Regions from separate parts of the Mus musculus genome. Here region 2 is linked to region 1. A link is a contact called in public HiChIP or PLAC-seq data. All regions are on one chromosome and are shown on one strand. The core of a region is the stretch at or near the end of the contact, and the rest is flanking DNA. Distances in the headings are between cores, read along the strand shown. Region 1 holds the start of Baz1a (bromodomain adjacent to zinc finger domain 1A). Region 2 holds the start of Ralgapa1 (Ral GTPase activating protein, alpha subunit 1).

Region 1 (5,541 bases), core at 2,189-4,688:
ACATGTGGCCAACTTATTCCCGAAAAGAAGCAAAATACACCCAATTTGAAGACACTAGTTTGAAAGATTATCCACATTCTCTTGAAGAGTGCATGCTCATCACATAGCTTTTGACTACAACTCAATCTTGTGTATCCGGCCATCAATGTGGAAACTGGCTGGTATGAAAAGCATTTTCCCCCACGACAAATTGATGGCACCAGGTGTGGTGGCACATGTCTGCAATCCCAGCAACTCAAGTGCAAGAGGGTCTCAAGTTCCTGGCCAGCTTGGGCTACACACAACACCTCGTCATTCATAAACAAAGGGCATTCTGATTTCTCCACTTCCCACCTAGAGCCTAATCACTGAGGGGTGCAGTAAGGTCGGTGCTGAGCTGACCAGAGAGCAGTCACCATCTATAGAGACCTAGGGAGCTAACCTGAGTAGCTTGTAATTCTAGTTTCTTTGTGCTTATTTCTACAGACTTTGGCAACAGGAAGAATTCTTCATAGAAGCAACATGTGATAGTAAATAGCAAGAAGCACAGAACATGGAAGGCCTTAGAAAGATGAATTCAAGTTCTAGTGCCAACAAGTGCTAAAATATGTGACTACAACTGTAATCCAGGGGCTTAATCAAGAGCCTGTAAGCCTTCCTCATTCGTGAAAAGGACTCAGTTGACAAGAACGACAGACAACCAAACACAATGTACTAGAAGCTAGTCAAATCTTTTCCTCAGGGAGCTTTTCACTGTAAACTTGTTCTGGGTTGAAGCAAGATGGATTGCCTACTAGTGTGAGGTGGAAGAGCGTATTAAAATTTACATGGAGTCAAAGATGTGGATTTTCAATTCCAAGTAGGAAAAAAAAAGTCAAAGAGATTAAGCCACTGGATAATAAAAAAAATCAATAAGAAATTATATTTAAGATATATAAGTTCTAGTATTAAGAGCCAACTGTCTTTTTTTTTTAACAATTTACAACCAAAAATAAAAAAAATTAAAATAAAAAATAAAAAATTTTTGGGCCAGGTCAGGCCACTCTGTTCCAGTTTCAAAGAAACCTTGGAGCGAGAGAGCGAGAGACTGAACCAAAACTCACTGTGGCCCACGGGCTGGCCTTGAACTTGCAGACCCTCTGGTTCAACCAATGCCAGGAGAGCCTTTTCAAAAGACTGCTTATATAAAACCAAGGAAGAGTTTTGGATGTGAGCCTGTTAACTATTTTCTTGGTACTCTTAAATTAAAAATTAATCAGAAATGTTCCTAAGGATTTTAGCTTAAACATTAGATGAAGACATCATCCTCGCACAGTTACCCAACTCAATTCCACCTAAGAAGTTACAAGAGTGCACTCAAAGTAATAAAACAAGTCTATACAGGAGCCCAGTGAGATGTGCACTCCTACTTAAGGGTACTGTTTGGTGAAAAGTACTATCTACTTCTCTAGATACAACATGGTTACCTGTAACCCCTTCTAGGGAGCTGAAGATAGGGTAGGGAGTGGAGGGTCTTTCTTGGAACTGACTTTTCTAATCTCACTACTCCTTTCTCAGCTGGCTGTTGAGTTCGCCTAAAGACATCCCTGGATCAAGCCTTTCTCTCAGGCCCCCAAACTCAGAAATCCTCCTTCACACAACCTATTCGGTTGCTATTAACATACGGTTTCTAAGCCACAAAGAGAGTCTGCGTGGAGGAGAAAGAAAGAACGAGAGGGCTTGTGTGTGTGTGTGTGTGTGTGTGTGTATGTCCCGTGACTGATCAATTCGGGTTCTCACTTAAGAGTCTGTTTAAACACCGGTCGCTGCTTCGTGTCACTGAGCCACGCACGGAAACTCTTGGATACACCAAGCAATGACAAAAAATTGGGAGTTGAAGCTACATCTGCAGCAGCTTCAGGTTCTTATCAAAACAAAAGCAGTGGCACATGTCAGGCGGCCCACATGAGCCAGAGGAGGGAGTGTGTGTTGGGGCGGGGAGGTGGCGGTGGAGGCGACAAACTGAAGCTGGAGTTGAACTTGTCTAACCCCCCTCTCCCAACTCCCACCGCCTAGCTCTTGGTGCTCGAAAGGAAAACCAGGGGCGTCCGGGACCCCGCTATCTCCCACTCCTTTCCCCACGCTCCGCTCGACTACTCCCTCGCAGGTCTCCTGGGGGCGGAGACGCCGAGTTCCCCGGGGACCGGAGTTTAGTCACCAAGAAGAGGCGGTGACAGAGCGTGGCTCTCGTCGCACACTCCCAGGCCTAGGCGGCGCGGGACGCGAGGCCGCCGCTCAGGACACCCGTGCCCCAACGCTCCCCGGCCCCGTCCTCCCGGCCGGTGAAGTAACCCCTTTGCCCCCAACGCGGAGCGAGCCTCCACTCCCGCCCCGTCCCCACCTCAGCCCCGGCAGCCTCCCACTACCAAACGTCAGAAGCCACGCGCGACCGCGAAAAACCCAGTCCGGGGCCAGCCCGCTTCCTGCCCTCGGGCTCGGAGAATCCCTCTCCGGGCTGAGGCACCGGGGCGGCGCGCGGGCTGACCCGGCGGGGATCCCGGAACCGGCGGCCGAGCGCGTGCGGCCACGGCGGGGAGGGGCGAGGCGGGGAGTTTCCGCCCGCCCGGGCGAGCGCGGCGGCTCCGAGCGGTCGCCGGCCTCCGCGGGCCCCGCCGCCAGCCGCCCCACGCGGTCACGGCGCGCGGGGGATGGGCGGCCCGGCCACCCGTCACGAGCCCCGGGAGAGAAAGAGGAGACAGACAGACAAAAGGGCGCGGGGGCGGCTGTCCCCGCTGCGCGGCCGGCCTTACTCGTAGTGGCGGAAGATCTCGTTGGTGACTTTACAGTAGAAAACTTCCTCGTCCGGCCGCAGGTCCCCCGGCGGCTTCTGCCTCACGAAAGGCTTTCGGTGAAGCAGCGGCATCTCCCGGCTGCGCGCGTCCGCCCGCGCCCCTAGCAAATTGGAGGGAAAGGAGAAAGCCGGTAAGGTCGGGGAGCGCCGGGGCGGCTCGGCTGCCTTTTGTGTGACAGACGAGTCCGGTCCTCCCCGCCGCCGGGGTGCCCAGTCTGTCGGGCGGCCGCGGCCCCGGCGCGCCCCGCGGGCGCCTCACAATGGGGCGGACGCCCGGCGGCGGGCGGTGCGGCGGCTCCCCCCCCCACCCCCCAGCGCCGCTCCGGGCCGCCGCACCACCGGTCCCGGGACTCGCAACGTGCTCGACGCATCCCCGGGGCTAGGCGGCCACGGAGCCCGGGCGCCGCCGCGCTTTGTTCCCGGTTCCCCGGGACGCCGGCTGGCGAGCCCCTCACCTGCGAGCACTTGCCCGCCGCCGCACCTTCCCACGAGGAACGCCGCGAGGTCCCGGCCCGCCCCGCCCCGGAGTCTCTCCCGGCCGCCGCCGCTCCCGCTGCCACTGCCGGGCTCCGCGCGGGGATCGCGTCCCGCCGGCACTTCCCCGCCTCTCCGCGCTCCCGGGAAGTTTCTGAGCTACTTTCGGCTCTGAAGGAGGAAGAGCTGTGGGGAGGAGCTTTTCGCTTCTCGCTTCTACCTTTTTATTGGCTACTGGATGACTTTTACAGCCTGTCACTGATACAGGAAGAGAGGGCGAAGAGCCTGGGAGAGCTACATTATTAATTAATGGAGCAACCCCTCGTGAGGAATCAGAAGCATCCTCCATGTTTGAGATTATCGGCCAGAAGATCTGGGGAAAGCGCTAGTGTTCCTTAAACACATGGCAGACAAAGTAAAGTCTTCATCTTTTCCAATGGGCCACCAGCGCCCAGCTATTGAGTTGAAAAGGGGATTCCGGCTCCGATTTAAATTGCGTTTTGAAGAAAGGAAGAATAAGAAACGAAATCGCTAAAACCCTCAAAGTATTTTGCATGCGTAATCATCCATCTTGAAAGAAAGAACTTTTTTTGACACCAGTCCTTCTTGATACTTAAAACAATTCAAAGAGTTTGATAGCTCAGGAAAAGACAAAAGTTTGAAATGTCATCTCACTTATATGATCCCCCTACATATTTAAAACTAAACCCAGAATTTTTAAAAAGTATAAGTAACTTATAATCTACAAGTAACTTAAGGTCAATTTTCAGTTCAATTAGAGTCCTAACGATGTTAAATTTACTACCGAGATGTCTCATTAAACAATTTTCCCATATCAGTAATTTTCACAAATGAAACCAAATTTAATTCTTATAAGACTTGGGACTTTTGAATTGAAAAGGATATTCTAAGTTAGAAGTCATTCAGAATGTTCACCAACTTTTAATAATTTTTGCCATCACTCTATTTGCTTATTTGCAAATTAACATGTAAGAATGAGTCTAAAAGTATAACTGAGGAATAGTCTTCCAGTAAAATGTTACTTTTTTTCCTAATTACTAATGCTGTGAAATGATTTTAAAAACTGGGATCTTCTATAACTATTTGTATGTGGGTGGTGGTGTTTAAGACTATTTACCAGTTATGAACTTCTCAAACTACTATGATTATAGAACGAGTAAAATAATACTTGGTGAAAGTCTGTTCTATGGCACTAAAAAGCAGTTAATAGTGTGTGTGCATACACATTTCTGCATGAGCATAGCCACAGAAGCTTACAAGTCTCCCAGTGGCAAGTATATACGTAAGACTGTATGCTTTTCAGAGAAGTACACAGTACACACTTAAAGACTTGGTGTTTTGAAAATTGACCTCCAAATTTCTGAGTTCGAGGCCAGCCTGGTCTACAGAGTGAGTTCCAGGACAGCCAGGGCTATACAGAGAAACCCTGTCCCGAAAAACAAACAAACAAAAAACTTTTAAAAAATTGACCTCCAAATAATATACAGAATAATAGTAAGAATTCTCTAGGAAGTAGTTATTAATAGCACCTACAACAGTCCCCTAAACAAGGGGCAAGAAGAAAATTTAATTTACAAGGTGAGTGTTGTGTGTGCGTGCATGAGAGAGAGACAGAGAGATAGAGACAGAGAGAGAGAGATAGGTGAACCCAGGGGCCTAAGCATGCTAAGCCCCTAGCCTGAGGTCTGTATTAGCACAGTATGCATATAATCCAAAAGTTAAAATAAGTGGGAATCTAGAAAGGGATTAAACTCTCTGAATACTTCTAGTTTTCAACTTACTATTTGCTACATTTTAAAAATTGTTAAATTATCGAAAATCGAGATAGGCAGGCAAATGGCTCTGTGGATTAAGACACTTGTCACCAAACCTGACTACCTAGGTTCCATTTCCAGAACCCACATAGGGGAAAGAGAGAACCCACTCCCATAGATTGTCCTTTGATCTCCTCTTTTGTGTGCCCCCCCACTCCAATAAGTAAATATGATTTTAAATTTTTCTTTAAAAATTTAAAAGCAAGTGTTTATTTTCTTATTATAAATACAAATATTGACTATTTAGATTATTTTATTATGCTCCCAAAATTAAGATTTTATTCTTTTACCTATCAAATAAATACTATCAAAATCGATTTTTCTGTTCTCATACTCAATTTTCAGTATACTTATGTTCTGGGTTTTATGTATAGTTTATTTAATTTGTGACTGTTAGAAGGTGTTATGTAAGCTTAGAAAACT
Region 2 (5,541 bases), core at 1,560-4,059, 830 kb after region 1:
TTTTTTTGGTTTTTTGAGACAGGGTTTCTCTGTGCAGTCCTGGCTGTCCTGGAACTCACTCCATAGACCAGGCTGGCCTCAAACTCAGAAATTTGCCTGCCTCTACCTCTGCCTCCCAAGTGCTGGGATCAAAGGTGTGCGCCACCACTGCCAGGCATCTTATTTTAAATGAAATAACTGTAACCATTAAATATTGAAGCCAAAATGTTGCTCAGCAGCAAAGTGCAGGCCTGCTAGCACACTTGAGTCCCCAGGTCAATTCCTAGCCCTGAGGCAGAGAGGGAGAGAACTTAAAACTAACCCTAGCATTTGGGAGTTCATCTTTTAGTATGCATTATGACAAGGCCTCAGAATATGCTATTCTGATATGTAGGGCATGGGTACTGTTGTGAGGGACTTTTCTGTTTAGCAGCATTTAGCATACTTATATGTAGTAGCAACTCTCCACAGAAAAAGTGTTTCCAGACATGATAACTGCTTTTGGCACAATGTGTTTGGTTAAGCACTGTGGTTCTACACTTGAGTGTGGGCTTCTCACAGGGCACAGGTACATAAGAAAGTTGTGAAAGGTAAGACATTCCTGGTGATTTCATTCTTAAAAGACTCCTTAAATTATGAAAGCAAAAGGTTTTTTTGCTTTCTTAAGTATTCCATTTTCGAACTGAGGAAGCCAGGTCCTACAAAATATCCAACATGTGTGGTAGTAATACATCTGATGTTTCCCAAGTTAGGAAACACACATGCACACACTACACACATACACACAACCACAAAACCCTCTATGCTGTGGCAGGTAATTTAGGAACTCTCAATACCCTGCTGTAACTCAGCTTTATAGTTACAACTGCATTTATGCAATCTACAGCTTGTCTCAAGTGAGAGTCAGATTGCACCAAGTGTCCACTTTCAAACGGCCGTTATTTTGTAATACATTTACGTGCCGATGACTTTGCGTGTCTCAGCATATCTTTTCACGCAAATCTTCAATGACTTAACTCCAAAATGGAAATGTTAAAAACCTCTACCATATTTAAATGGTTTACATAAGATGGATTTAATTGCTTTCTCACTATACCACAGGTATAAGTACTTGTGATAACTAAGACTAGCTGTCAGACATGTAGGAAGGCTGAAAAACAAATCAGAGACAGAAAATCTAGGCTTCGTTGTGGTCGTTAGTCTCCACCAGCTCCATCCATCTTCAACTTTTTTGTTTATATATTTTTTAAAATGGCAAATAATATCTCTATTTCTAGACAGATGGTCATGTTGGATTATACTAATTCATGTGAGACCCTTTGTAGACAGCAAAACACCACACAAATGTTGGGTATCATTGGTGGTATTAGTCACAACACAGTAGAGAAATCCATCCATGAAACAGAGGACACACCACTAAACATATAAGTCACTTTCCAAAACAGACAGAAATTAGGAGGACAGCTTGAGATGATAAACTCTGAATTAGAATTCAGACATCTGAGATCTAACCTCAGCTATCCTATTGTCATTCTATATGTCTAAGCCCTGGTCAACTTTCCTTTTTACCTCAAAATTTCTTCATTTAAAAAAAAAAAAAAATCCAAGTTGTCTATGACCAAGTATCCAAAAATCCTCGCTTAACACTTTATCCCAAATCTAGCTTGCTTCGGTCTTCAGAGACACTAAAGTTGATGAGACGGCAGAGAGTAAGAAATTTTTAATGAAAACTTAATTCTGTATCGTTCACGAGAACCTTCTTCTCTATAATTAGTTTTCTTCCTAAAGGACAGCAAATGAAGAACAGGGTGTATAGGGCGGGGTTCTTTCCCCAAGCTTCAGGAACCACCCACTTCCCAAAGAGGTGCAACTGCTTCCTCCAGGGCCCTCACCTGCCAAAAAAACTTGAAAGACTACGGGTTCCACTGGCCGAGCCAGCGCTTTGCTTTGCTTTGCTTTGCACTCGGGTGGGGATGGCAGTAGTCAGATGGCAAGCACACCCTCTAAACACCATTACCCACAACGCCAAGTGTCCCTGAAGTCTCATCAAGGACTTAAGTTTCTGGCCTGACTGTCATTTTTTTTTTTTTAAACAATCAGACCAGGAACTCCAACGTGGGTCTCTCCGTGCTGGTGCTGACTGATTTGTACCAACTGCCAAGCTGTCCCCTTCCCTCGCCGCCCGCCCGCGCGTGGGCAGAGGCGCCGCCGGCCCTCACTCCCGACCGCGCCAGGTCGCGAGGGCGAAGCCCGGAGCTCGCGGGGTGACAGGCCGGGGGCAGCAAGGCCGCCGCGGCGGCGCCCCGGGGTCGCGGCTCCCCTCACCGATGACGATGCGCAGGTGCTTGAGGCGGGTCAGCGCGTCCTTCTTGGTGTCCAGCACCTTCTGGGTGGACTTCTTCACGTCCCCGTGCGGCTTCTTAGAGAACATCCTGCGGCCGCCGCGGCCCCTCCCGGCCGGGTCCCGACGACCCAGCGCAGGCGGTGGGCGGGGAAGAGGCTAGCCGCGGCGGCTCATGCGTTCCCCCGCGTCCGCCGCTGCCGCGCGGGCCCCGCTGCCAGGCCCGCCTCTCGCCGCCGCCGCCGCACGGAACCTGCAGCCCCGGCTCCAATATGGCGGATCCGCCCCGCGCGCTGCAGCGACGAGGAGACGCGGAGCGGCCGCCGCCGCCCAGGCCGCGGCAGGAATCCCCACAGCCGCGGAGAGGGAGCGCTCCGCCGCGGCGCCACTCCTCTCTCCCTGAGGCCCCCTTAAGGTTGAAGCGTCTCTAGCAGCTTCAACCCCGCGGAGGCCAAAACCGAGTCGTGTGGTGATGGAGTTTCACGACTCTGCCGTCGGTGGCGAACGGTCCCCGTGGCAACCGCCTTCTGACGTCAAGTGCTCGTGACGTCATGTCAGCGTGAGCTCATTCCTGCCTCTATAGCCTCTTGGTTTCCTGTGTCTGTAGTAATGAAGAAGGGCAAGAAAGTTAAGGAAGGTGTTGTCTACTGTGTGCTCCTTGTAAACAGCGGTTCCTAGAGTTTTTGTTGAAAAAGTCGTTCATCTCCACTCTTTAAACCGCTCTGAGTAACTTAAACATCAGAACAGATGTGCAAGGCCAGCTTGATACTAGCTCTGAAGCCTTGGCTCTGACGTCATTTCACTTTCTAATTTGGATATTTCCTGTGTTTTGCAAACCGTTCACTTTCTAATTTGGATTCTTCCTGCGTCTTGCAAAATAATGATTAAAAATGTACTGTACTTTAGAGATGCGTGGGAGTGTTGCATCCTTTTCCTTTAAATTAACATGCACATGGCTAGAGCTGCAGTTCGCTCTAGCACCAGATCTCCAGCACCAAGAAAACAGACATAAATAAATAAAATATCTTGTACAAGTAAATGCATCCTACCATATATCAGAGAAAAAAAATTAAGAAATCTGGATGATTTTAAAGGAAGGCTGTCTTTAGATGTGAAATACTCACCTAAATCCAAAGAACGCTGTGTAAGATCCAAGTAAAACAATTAACTAAGTGTGGTAGTGCTCTGCTGTCATACTAGGATTTGGGAAGACATAATTCAAGGTCAATGGCAGCTACGTTAGACCATGTCTCAAAACAAAACAAAACAAAACAAAAAACTACAAAACACAAGTAGTAATCACAAACTCTGGCTTTTTGTCTTTGCCTGTCCCTAGTGCCCAGTCCCCTGCTGATCTATCTTCCGTCACTCTGAATTAATATTTGTTAGACAATTTTGTTTGTATTTTTCTTTAGAGACTTTAAATAATTTATTTTATTTGTTTGTTTATTCATTTGCTTTTTTCGTTTTGGTTTTCCAAGGCAGGGTTTTTCTGTGTAGCCCTGGCTGTGAACTCACTCTGTAGATCAAGGTGGCCTAGAACTCACAGAGATCCACATGCCTCTGCCTCCAGAGTTCTGAGATTAAAGTGTGTGCCACCACTGTCCAGCTTGTTTGTTTGTTTATTTTGGTGTTCTGCCTACATATATGTCTGTGAGATGGTATCAGATCCCCTGGAACTAGGGTTACAGACAGCTGCAAGTTGCCATGGAGGTGCTGGGAATTGAACCTAGGTCCTCTTAACTGCTGAGCTGATTGATTTTTATTTTGAATCTGTGAGTGTGTGTGAATGTGTGTGTGTGCGCGCGTGCGTGCATGCACACAAGCATCTACACAAACATGCCTTTTGAGGCTGTACTTATAGGCAGTTGTGAGCCACCCAGCCTCAGTACTGCAAATCAAACTTGGGTTGTCTGCAAGAGCATATACTCCCCTAACTAGTGAGCCATCTCTACAGCTCCCTTCTTTTAGAATTTTACATCAAATCTACAGAATACATGAAATGTACATAAAAACAGTGATGTGTTGTTTTATCAGTAGCCTTTGTCTTCAAATAGTAATTCACCAGTGAGTGCAACAGTAGGAACTCCCACGGCCTATTAAGAATAGCAGTAATTAGTAGGAGGCTTCTGAAAAATAGCAGGATACTTTAAAATGTTTACATAATCTTGCGGAGGTTTGAATAGGTATGGTCCCCATAGATTCATGTGTTTGAATGCTTGGCCCATTAGGAGATGTAGCCTTGTTGAAGTGGGTGTGGCCTTGCTGAAGTGGGTGTGGCCTTGTTGGAGGACTTGTGTTGTTGTGGAGGTGGGTTTTGAGGTCTCATATGCTCAAGCTCTGCCCAGTGTGGAACCCAGTCCCCTGGCTGCCTTTGGATCAAGATGTAGAACTCTCAGCTCCTCCAACACCCCGTCTTCCTCCATGCTGCCATGATTCCCACCACGATAAAGGACTAAACTCTGAAACTGTAACCCTGCCCCAATCAGCTGACTTTATAAGAGTTACCTTGGTTATGGTGTCTCTTTACAGCAATGAAACCCTAACTAAGACAAATCTGATTCAAAAGTTCCACTTTTAGAACTCTTTTAAAAAAGAGTGTCAGGAAAAAATAAGGTTTTGTAAAATATTAAGGCATTGTTTATAACTGTATAAACTGATGACATGACCACTCCATGGTGTGGTTTTATTGTAGACATGAGAGCATGGCATTGTCCAGAGCCGAGAGAGAAAGTAATAGACTGCACATGGATGGCAGACTGGAGCTGACTAGGAGGGAAGCAGGACCAGAGCAGATAGAGATGGGAAGGAGCATAGAGAAAGAGAGAGAAAGGGAAAGTGCTGAAGACCAGAGAGTGATGTGAAGAAATAGCAGGAGAATGAATAGCTGGGGACATAAGCCTGTGAGCTGGTGAGCTGGAGAGGAGAGGGGAGGGGAGGAGGTGAGAAGAGCCAGGATGTCGGCCAGCACGGACTTCGTATGTGTCCTGAGTACTTGTGATTCTGAGGGAGCCTGGAGGCCAGCATAGACTTTGGTCTGCTAATGGACACCACAGTCAGCCATTTCTTCCTTCTGCCTTTTGGAATATGAGAAAAATGGAGTTTCATTTGATCTGACAATACATCAAAAACCTCTACCATGGACACGCTGTGGTGGCACGTGCCTTAAATCCCAGCAGCACTCGGGGCAGAGGCAGACATCACCTGAGTTCAAGGACAGC

What was found. HiChIP or PLAC-seq counts read pairs in DNA pulled down with a chosen protein or histone mark.
Region 2: a contact with region 1 is called in an H3K27ac HiChIP or PLAC-seq map of extraembryonic endoderm stem cells, with 9 times the contacts expected there. The contact joins the promoter of Ralgapa1 here to the promoter of Baz1a in region 1. A contact is called at or near these places in 2 of 115 datasets of contacts at active chromatin or transcription factors (embryonic stem cells and extraembryonic endoderm stem cells).

Annotation. Positions count from the first base shown.
Region 1 is chr12:54,982,898-54,988,438 of GRCm38.p6, forward strand. It overlaps Baz1a (bromodomain adjacent to zinc finger domain 1A), which reads right to left and starts at 3,439. Exons shown (of 27, transcript NM_013815.2): 1 at 3,265-3,439; 2 at 2,769-2,910. The coding sequence starts at 2,881. Gm51983 (a long non-coding RNA gene) reads left to right here. Exons shown (of 3, transcript XR_003950194.1): 3 at 466-1,752.
Region 2 is chr12:55,818,358-55,823,898 of GRCm38.p6, forward strand. Ralgapa1 (Ral GTPase activating protein, alpha subunit 1) reads right to left here and starts at 2,810. Exons shown (of 42, transcript NM_001368814.1): 1 at 2,305-2,810. The coding sequence starts at 2,410.